2 separate regions of the Mus musculus genome follow, and region 1 is linked to region 2. Evidence: chromatin contacts called from public Hi-C data. All regions are on one chromosome and are shown on one strand. The core of a region is the stretch at or near the end of the contact, and the rest is flanking DNA. Distances in the headings are between cores, read along the strand shown.

Evidence for each region. A called contact is a pair of places that touch in the nucleus more often than the background predicts.
Region 1: a Hi-C map of cerebellum shows a contact between it and region 2, with 2.0 times the contacts expected there. The contact joins two enhancer-like sites. A contact is called at or near these places in 3 of 15 datasets of contacts at CTCF or cohesin (embryonic stem cells, large pre-B cells and pro-B cells), 29 of 484 Hi-C or Micro-C datasets (the G1E-ER4 cell line, the HPC-7 cell line, the N1E-115 cell line and 16 more) and 5 of 115 datasets of contacts at active chromatin or transcription factors (embryonic midbrain, embryonic stem cells, fibro-adipogenic progenitors and 1 more).

The regions. Positions count from the first base shown.
Region 1 is chr4:106,527,445-106,531,444 of GRCm38.p6, forward strand. No RefSeq gene overlaps it. Among named protein-coding and RNA genes, the nearest start is that of Tmem61, 23 kb to the left of the region's middle. Within about 2 kb of position 2,482, at least 97 of the 459 cell types and tissues checked have an H3K27ac peak or open chromatin away from gene starts, as enhancers often do. A contact at or near this core is called in cerebellum, where this site is marked.
Region 2 is chr4:106,441,172-106,444,831 of GRCm38.p6, forward strand. Pcsk9 (proprotein convertase subtilisin/kexin type 9) reads right to left here. Exons shown (of 12, transcript NM_153565.2): 11 at 3,506-3,660; 12 at 1,163-2,387. The coding sequence ends at 2,175. Usp24 (ubiquitin specific peptidase 24) reads left to right here. Exons shown (of 68, transcript NM_183225.2): 68 at 1-156. Among named protein-coding and RNA genes, the nearest start is that of Pcsk9, 21 kb to the right of the region's middle. Within about 2 kb of position 2,205, at least 10 of the 459 cell types and tissues checked have an H3K27ac peak or open chromatin away from gene starts, as enhancers often do. A contact at or near this core is called in cerebellum, where this site is marked.

The DNA.
Region 1 (4,000 bases), core at 1,232-3,731, 87 kb after region 2:
TCACCTTGGGAGGCCTTCTGAGCAGGTCTCCTTGTCAGCCCAACCTGGAGGGCAGAGGAGTCAGCCCTTACCTCACCGGGAGCAGCCAGCCTAATGCCAAAGTGCTGACAGGCCCTAGGATAGATGAGAAGGAGCCTTGTTCTGCTAAAGAGAGCTGAAGTCACTGTTCTGAACTCCTGCCACACATGCCCCAGCCCTTGGGGACCACACATTGTCCAAGAGACCTATGGAAAGACATTCACCTGCCAAGCTTAAGAAGGGCACGTTCTCGGGAGACTCCCGGACTGTGGACTTCCGAGGGTGACCATGCCTCATAGACACCATTGTCTCCTCTCCTGAGGTCAGGTGGCAATTAGGGACTGTGAAACATCTAAGGGGAGTAGTGCACACTGAGTTTGTGAAGCTCTGACAAAAAACAAAGTTCAAGCACCATTTCTGCTTGCTCTTCTTCCCCCTCTGAAGCTCTGAGAGGATGGATGACCTGCTGAAGGTCACACAGCTGTCTACAGGGCTGTGCCAGCTGCCGCTGGTGGTTGATTGACAGCAAGATTACTGAATGAGAGCCTTTATTTGGTCTTGGAATCCTAGCCTGTGCCTCTCTGACAGGGGGAGGCAGGGTAGTTGCAAGATGCTAGAGTACGAAACAGCATAACCCAGTCTTAGCACCAGTCTGGTGGCTCATGATGACTGTCACCCTTCTGTTTGCTCAGGAACATGCCAAGAGTCCCGTGTGTATGCTGAAGGGATGAGAATGAAAATTCCAGACGGGTTAGGGATGTAGCTCAGTGGCAGTGCATTTATCCATCCAGTACTCATGAGTGAAATCCTGCATCTCATCTCTGCATCCAAAATCAAAATATAAAACACCAAGCCCACAAACAGAAAATAAGTGGGCACCCCCTTGTGGTGAGATCTGCCATCAGGGAAAGCACAAGGCTTCAGTGGTGACCGCATAAGTTATGTTCCAGGGCCAGGGCACAGACTGCCAGGCCAATCTCAGCCACCCGTCCTGCAGCCCAGGGCCTTCAGGGATGGCCATCAGTGGCCCAGGGTAACAGCATCTGAGATGATCAGGCGCAATAGTCCAGTGGACCATTTGGTGGCCCCTGCTACTGCCTGCCTCTCAGGTCCCAGAACAGCATGCCCAGTCAGAATGGCCGGGAGTAGGTGTTAGTCACAAAATCTGTGAGAGAAAAACCACAATTATGAGCCAAACTCGAAGCAAGCTTTAATTAAATACTGGCCAGAAAGATGGATTCTGGTCAGGTCCACCCACGGATTCCCAGGGAATAGTCACGAGTCACATTTTGCAGAAGCTTAAAAAGGCAAAAATTCACTGCAATTCCCACTAGTTTGGACCAAGGGCAAATATACACCCTGGTATATCTCCTCCCTACATACCCCCTGCCTACACGTGCTCAAGGTCATCTGGGAGAATCGGTTCAAACAAACTTGTTTAGGGGAGTGACAGCATGTGGCTATTGCCCAAGAACTACAGCTTCCAGCATTCCAGGAAATTATCTTGTCCTTGGGACAAGTAGGGCTTACAGGTTAACTTCGGCTCTTACATTGATAGCACTTCCTTGCTTCACAGGTGACACTGGAGCTCAGGAATGGGGGGCAGGGTCTTCTCTGCCACCTCTGAAGTACCTAAGTCTGTGACTGCCCTCACATCGCTTAGGCCTGAGTAGCTCAGACAGGATTTACTGCTGCAGAGCATGCTGGGAATGCTGCTCTCTGTCCTGCTCTGATTCTCCTTGAGCATCTCCAGGTAAGGCCAGGCCCACCGGAGTAAAGACCAACTCGTTTCACCACGTACACCCTGGCAAAACATCACTACTTGATCTCCTCCAGGTGTCCCTGATCTACTGGCTGAGATTATTGCTAGTAATATGTTTGCCTTTGGGTTCCACGGCCTTGGCCCAGGCCACATAAGGTTGAATGAACTTCTACCTTCCTGAGGTCCCTGTCTGGGGGTCAGAACGCTTCAGCTGCCTGACCCCTTCCTTACCCAGGGAGCACCCACGTCACCAGACCTCAGTCTGGTGCTTCTCACCCAGACACAGCACAACCACCCCCTAATTGGCACCTGACTCCAGCTCCCTGCTCACCCATCCTCCACTTCCCACCCCACCCCACCCCCGGAAGTGACTTCAGACTCAGCCCACCCTCCTTCTGTGTCATCTTCCTAGCCGCTGCTAACACTGGGGGTCCCTCCGTATGTCCTACTGTCTAACCCTGGTCCCTGGCGCAGTTGACTTTTCAAACTGGGAGAGTGATCTTTGTCCATCTGGGTCCCACTGAAGCTTGGTTAGAGATAAGCATGCAGATGGAATGGATGAAAGCGGGGATAGGAGCCAGATGCCAACTGCAGGGCTGGACAGGCAGGGCCAGAGGCAGCTAAGGAAGTGTGTGCGTGCGTGTGTCCCCTGTGGCACTCTACTCAGGCTGAACTGCACTTCCTAGCTTATCAGGAGAGCGCGGAGTCTAACTGGAATTCTCTGGTCAGCTTCCGCCCTCTGGCGGGCAGGGAGAGCAACCCAGCTCCTCACTTCCACTTGTTGTCTGTGCTGCCACCTGGTGGCCTCTCGGTGACAGCTTTTACTTTTCACCCCTGGGCTCGAGGGTTTGAAAAATTTGGAGTCAAACGAACCTTAGTGGACCGAATCCTAGTAATCTTCCCATTGTACTTATAAAACATATATCCAAGAGATAAACAGCAAGGGCCACTGGTATACACCCACTAAGCTTCAGTCGCCATCAGAGCATCACTTCCAGTGGCCTATGACTCCCTCCTGGGGGCAGGTGTACGATTTGGAAACACTGCTTAATAACCCCGTCCCATTCTTGCCCGTATAGGGCAGCCAATTAAGTAAGTTCTCACAGCATCTGCTTTGCGCTCCAGCACTGCGCTGACAGCATCCACACTGTATGAAACAGAACCGGCCCTCACTCTCACACAGCATACAGGTTCCGGCCTGAGACAGACCTTATCAAACAGTCCTGAAAACTGAGTGTGGTGGTGCTCGCCAGCAATCTCCACACTTGGGAGTACATCTGACAGCAATGAGGAACCAGGAAGGTGCAGCAGGTACCAGTTTGACACCGGAGCCTTTGTTTCAAAAGAATTCCCAGTGCTACCTGGAGAATGAGTCAGAGTAGGTACAAGTGACTTCAAGGTTACTATGGGACCCAGGAAGTTGACGAAGAAAGTGGTCAGAAAGAAGTCACTCACATCACATCAAATACACTCAGGAGTCAATACACATAGAGAAAGCAAGAAGACATGATGGTGGCATATCTTAGATGTCCATCTTATCTAGGTCATGGGCAGTGGTCACTTCCTGAAATGACGTCTTATGTTTGGTGGGTATTGGGGTCTAGCCCAAACCTCTGTGAACCTCCATTTGATAAACTGTCACAAAGGGAACTGGCAGGCTCTGCTGGGCAGGTTTGGCACCTGGGCTCCATTCCCACAATCACAGAGGGTAGCAGGAAGGGGGCTTATTGAGATAGGTCTCATGGAATCAGGCTGTTTCCTGTGGCAGAAGGCATTCACAACCTAGGGACATTTCACACTGGAACACCTGAGAAAGAGTGCAGAGGTCAGGTCTGCAGCAGCAAGACACAAGGCCTCAGGGCTCAATTCTGCTAGAACTAACGGAACCAGGAAACTGCCTCTATATCTGTTCCCCATAGAAGAGATGAACAGACAGATACTTTAATCTGGGCCTCTGAGAAACAGGAAGACAACCCAGTGGCCCTTCTTTGACTTCTGGTCCACAGGCCTGGGAAGTAACAAATTCATCCAACTTTAACCTCTTAGAAATGTCTAGAAAGGTAGGTTGTGAACAGGGCATTCAGGCGGAGTGCTTTGGAGAGAGGAAGTAGCCGCTGTGTTCTTTGCTTCAAGGGCCTCAAGGCAGGAAAACACAGCAGTCCCCTGTGATGGCTATTTTGATTTTCCTGATATCAGCTCTGGAAGTTGACCTTGATCCAA
Region 2 (3,660 bases), core at 955-3,454:
GGAATTTTCCTCTGCTACCTCTTGTGTACAGAATCTTGTTTATAAATTTCAAAAGGAAGTAGCTAAACTAGGGAAGACTCTGGATTCTAAATTTGGTTCATGTGTGGTGGAGTTCTTAGCTTCTAAGAGTATAAAATAAATTTTTCAAAAATGTAGAATTGGAGTCTCACAGACTTTTTCTCCAGATGTTAGTCTGGGTCTGTGGGGGACACTGGGGAGCAGCATAGACACACCTGGTCCCTTCCTGGTGAACTTGCACTGACAGTGGGCGGGGGTCACAGTGTGGTCGGGCTGTGTGGCCTCCCAGCCTTCTCTGATCTAGGATCTCTGTCTGTGTACCATGTGGTCAGGGCCAGCGATCTTGGGCTCAGGGCCTGTAGACTCAGCTTTCAGAAACTAAGTGTCTTGCATTGGTCAGTCATTTCTGGTAGCCTGCATTGTCCACATGGGTCCCACCCCCTTTACTGCATCTTCCCCCTCCCTGTAGGGCAAACCCTTCCTGCGCAGTCTAGGTGAATACCTGCCTACATCTGCAGGAGCCAACTGTCCACATACGGCATCAGACCAACCAGTTGATGGTCACTGCTGTGGAGGGAACAGGCAGAGGACGCTGAAGGCACAGGTGCCAGTGGCTCTGATGCCAGCCACTGTTGTGACATTTGAGCCGTTAGCATCTGTCAGCTACAGTGCTTTCCACGCATGACACTGATGTGCAGAAAACCATTTGGAGACTTGGCAGATCCATTGTGTAGACTGTATAGAGGGAGACCATGCTTAAGACAGTGACCCCAAGGGGTCCACACTGCATGACTGGGATATTTGCACATTGCACTCTGGGAAGAAATCTGAGAGCATACTTCATTTCAAATCAGGGGCAACTATAGACTGCTTGCAGAAACACCACAGAATCATGAGTGAAAGAGTCCATAAATACTGTTGAGACCCCACCAGAAGGATGGCAGAAGTGTTGGGAGCTAGGAGTGCTGGTAGGCCCTACAACAAGTCTATAATGCTGGAGGAAGCGGGCACAGGACAAAGTACTCTGAATCATCAGGAGGCTACAGGAACACAGTTGCTGCATTCCTAGAATGGGCCCACTGCAGGCCTGGGCACCCCACCATTTGGCAGATAGTTGCACCTGGTAAGCAGGCAGCCTCTGAGTCGGATGCAGTCAGTCACATCAGCTGCTTTTATTCTGAAAAGTCACTACATAATAAAAACTACAAAACCCTGCATAAATATCAAGTTACAAAAGCAACACAGGTGGAGGAAGCTTACTATAAAAAGACAGAAGAGCTCAAAAGGATAGAGGTGTGCTGGTCAGCTGGTGTGGCCTTGGTACAGTCGCCCTCTGTCACTCCAGTCTCCACCTGATCTGTGGGACTGGGGCTAAGGGAGTATAGGTCCAGGAGCAAGCCATAGCCTGTCCTCTCGCTGCCCAGCCTGGCATTATTCAGGGCCAGCCACTCTGAATTTATGTCCTGACATCACTGGCTGTGTGACATCGCCTCTCTGGTCCTGTCTCTTCCTTCATAAAATGAGGCCAGTCAGTGCACATGGTAGTGGATGGGGTAAGGTGCGGTAAGTCCTGTATGGTTCTCCAGTACAAACTGAGAGTCAGATGAGGGCTCATAGCACATTATCCTGAGCAGGGCCAAAGCCCTGCAGCAGATGAGGACATCTGGAAGATATAGGTATGGCCTTACAGCTGGATCCACCCCTGGAGGTGTGCAGAACTGATCTGCATTTAATCAGGGAGCCCAAAATGGTGTCTGCAATGTGAGCTGGCTGTGAGTTGACTGTCCTTGTGGCTTTCAGACTCAATTTTCCAGTCTGGTACTTGGTCTTTGAACCTCCAAGGATCTCTGTCCATTATGATCTTCCTGAAAGACAAATACACCCTAAGGCCTGAGAACTGAGGCCTTGCAGCGAGCATCCTCAGGTTCTGGTACACTGGAGCAGCTGGCCAGAGCCAGCTACAGCTTAATGTCTGATGGCAGAAAGCCAAGCACAGGCCCCCTGACCGTGAAGGAGGTGCTTCCATACACCAGGAATGGGTACCCAGGGTGAGACACCAAGTTCTCCCACGCAGAATCTCCCCACCTTTGGCTACAAGAGAGCCATGCAGGCATATCTCTGCACCCAGCCTCAAGCACCATCCCTGCCTGAGGCTGTCACTGAACCCAGGAGGCCTTTGCTGAAGGCCGGCTCCGGCAGCAGATGGCAGCAGCTACTGTGGCTTCTCCACTGGTCCTGTCTGCTCTGGCAGTGTCATGGACTCTTGCCACACACAGGTTGTCCACGCTGTAGGCTCCCAGAGTGAGGGATGCCCCAGGGAGCACATTGCATCCAGTCAGGGTCCATCCTGCTTCGCAGGCCACAGTGACCTGCCAGAGTCCAGAGAAGGACAGTGAGGAAGACGGCCTATGTCTGAGACTTGTGGCTGTCTAAGCCAGCTCCACGCCTCTCAGACCCAAGCAGGGGTGCACCCAACAGTAACCCAGGGCAGACATTTAACTCAGCCACCTTCACATCCCCAAAGTCGGTGCCTCCCCAGCCATCCATCCTACTTAGTGGTAGTTCAGAGGCTCAACAGAAACCCTGAACCCATTCTTCCCCATCACCTACATGCATCTCTGGTTACAGAATCTCTCCCTACCTCCCACTCCATCCTAGGCCCTCACCCCCTGGACCTGGAGCAGTGCAGGGGCCTGGATGATCCTATCACCCCTCTTGGCCTTAGCTGTTTCCTCTGCCAGAAACATTGTTCCTAGTGGTGGCCCCATGGCTTGTCATCCTAAGCTTGTGTAATGGTGTCTCAACCCACCCCTCTGCCTGCTCCATTTTCCTCCACGTTAGCCTCTTGGCACTCTGGAACTTGCTTTGCTTACTGTCTTCTCCCACCAGAATGGACACTCGTGGTGGGCCAAGCAGGCACCTCCGCCCAGCCAGGAGCCAGCCTCTCTGGGTGCCTGTGCTCACTGATACAGTGGAGCTGAGATTCCCCTTGGCAGAGCAGCGTCTAGCCTCACACTGGCCGCCCCCAGAGCTTTATAGAGGAGGGATACTCCTGCCTCAAGCTCTGAAAGGCCAGCCACTGGCCTCAGACTCTTCCCAGGACTCTTCCTTCCCCTCAGCCTTCACTTGTTCAGCATCTGGAACACTGTGTCCAGACTTTGCAGAGCCTCGGCAGCCTCCCGACAGGTTTGTTTGGTAAATAACCAATCAGAAAGTGCTCAGGCACACACGGGCTTTCTTTCCCCGCTTGCCACCATCACACCTGCTCTCAAAGAGCAGCAGGGGTGGACAGCAAGCCTTGTTTAACTGGACCAGAGTGAAACCAGGCCTGCCTGCCTGCCATACACAAATGCACACATGCTGTGCCTACAACAGGAAAAGCTGCCTAACTCATCCTGCTACCCTGACACATGGACCCCCTCAACACAGGGCAGCACACACACACACACACAAGACCAACGTACCCAACCACCCCCAACTCCTTCACCTGCTCTGAAGGACCTGAGATCCCATGCTCCTTGATTTTGCATTCCAGCCCTGGGGCATGGCAGCAGGAAGCATAGACACTGGCCGCCTGGTGGCCAACGCACTGGCCAGGCTGACGTCTGGACCTCAGCGCAGGCTGCCTCCGGACACTAAGGT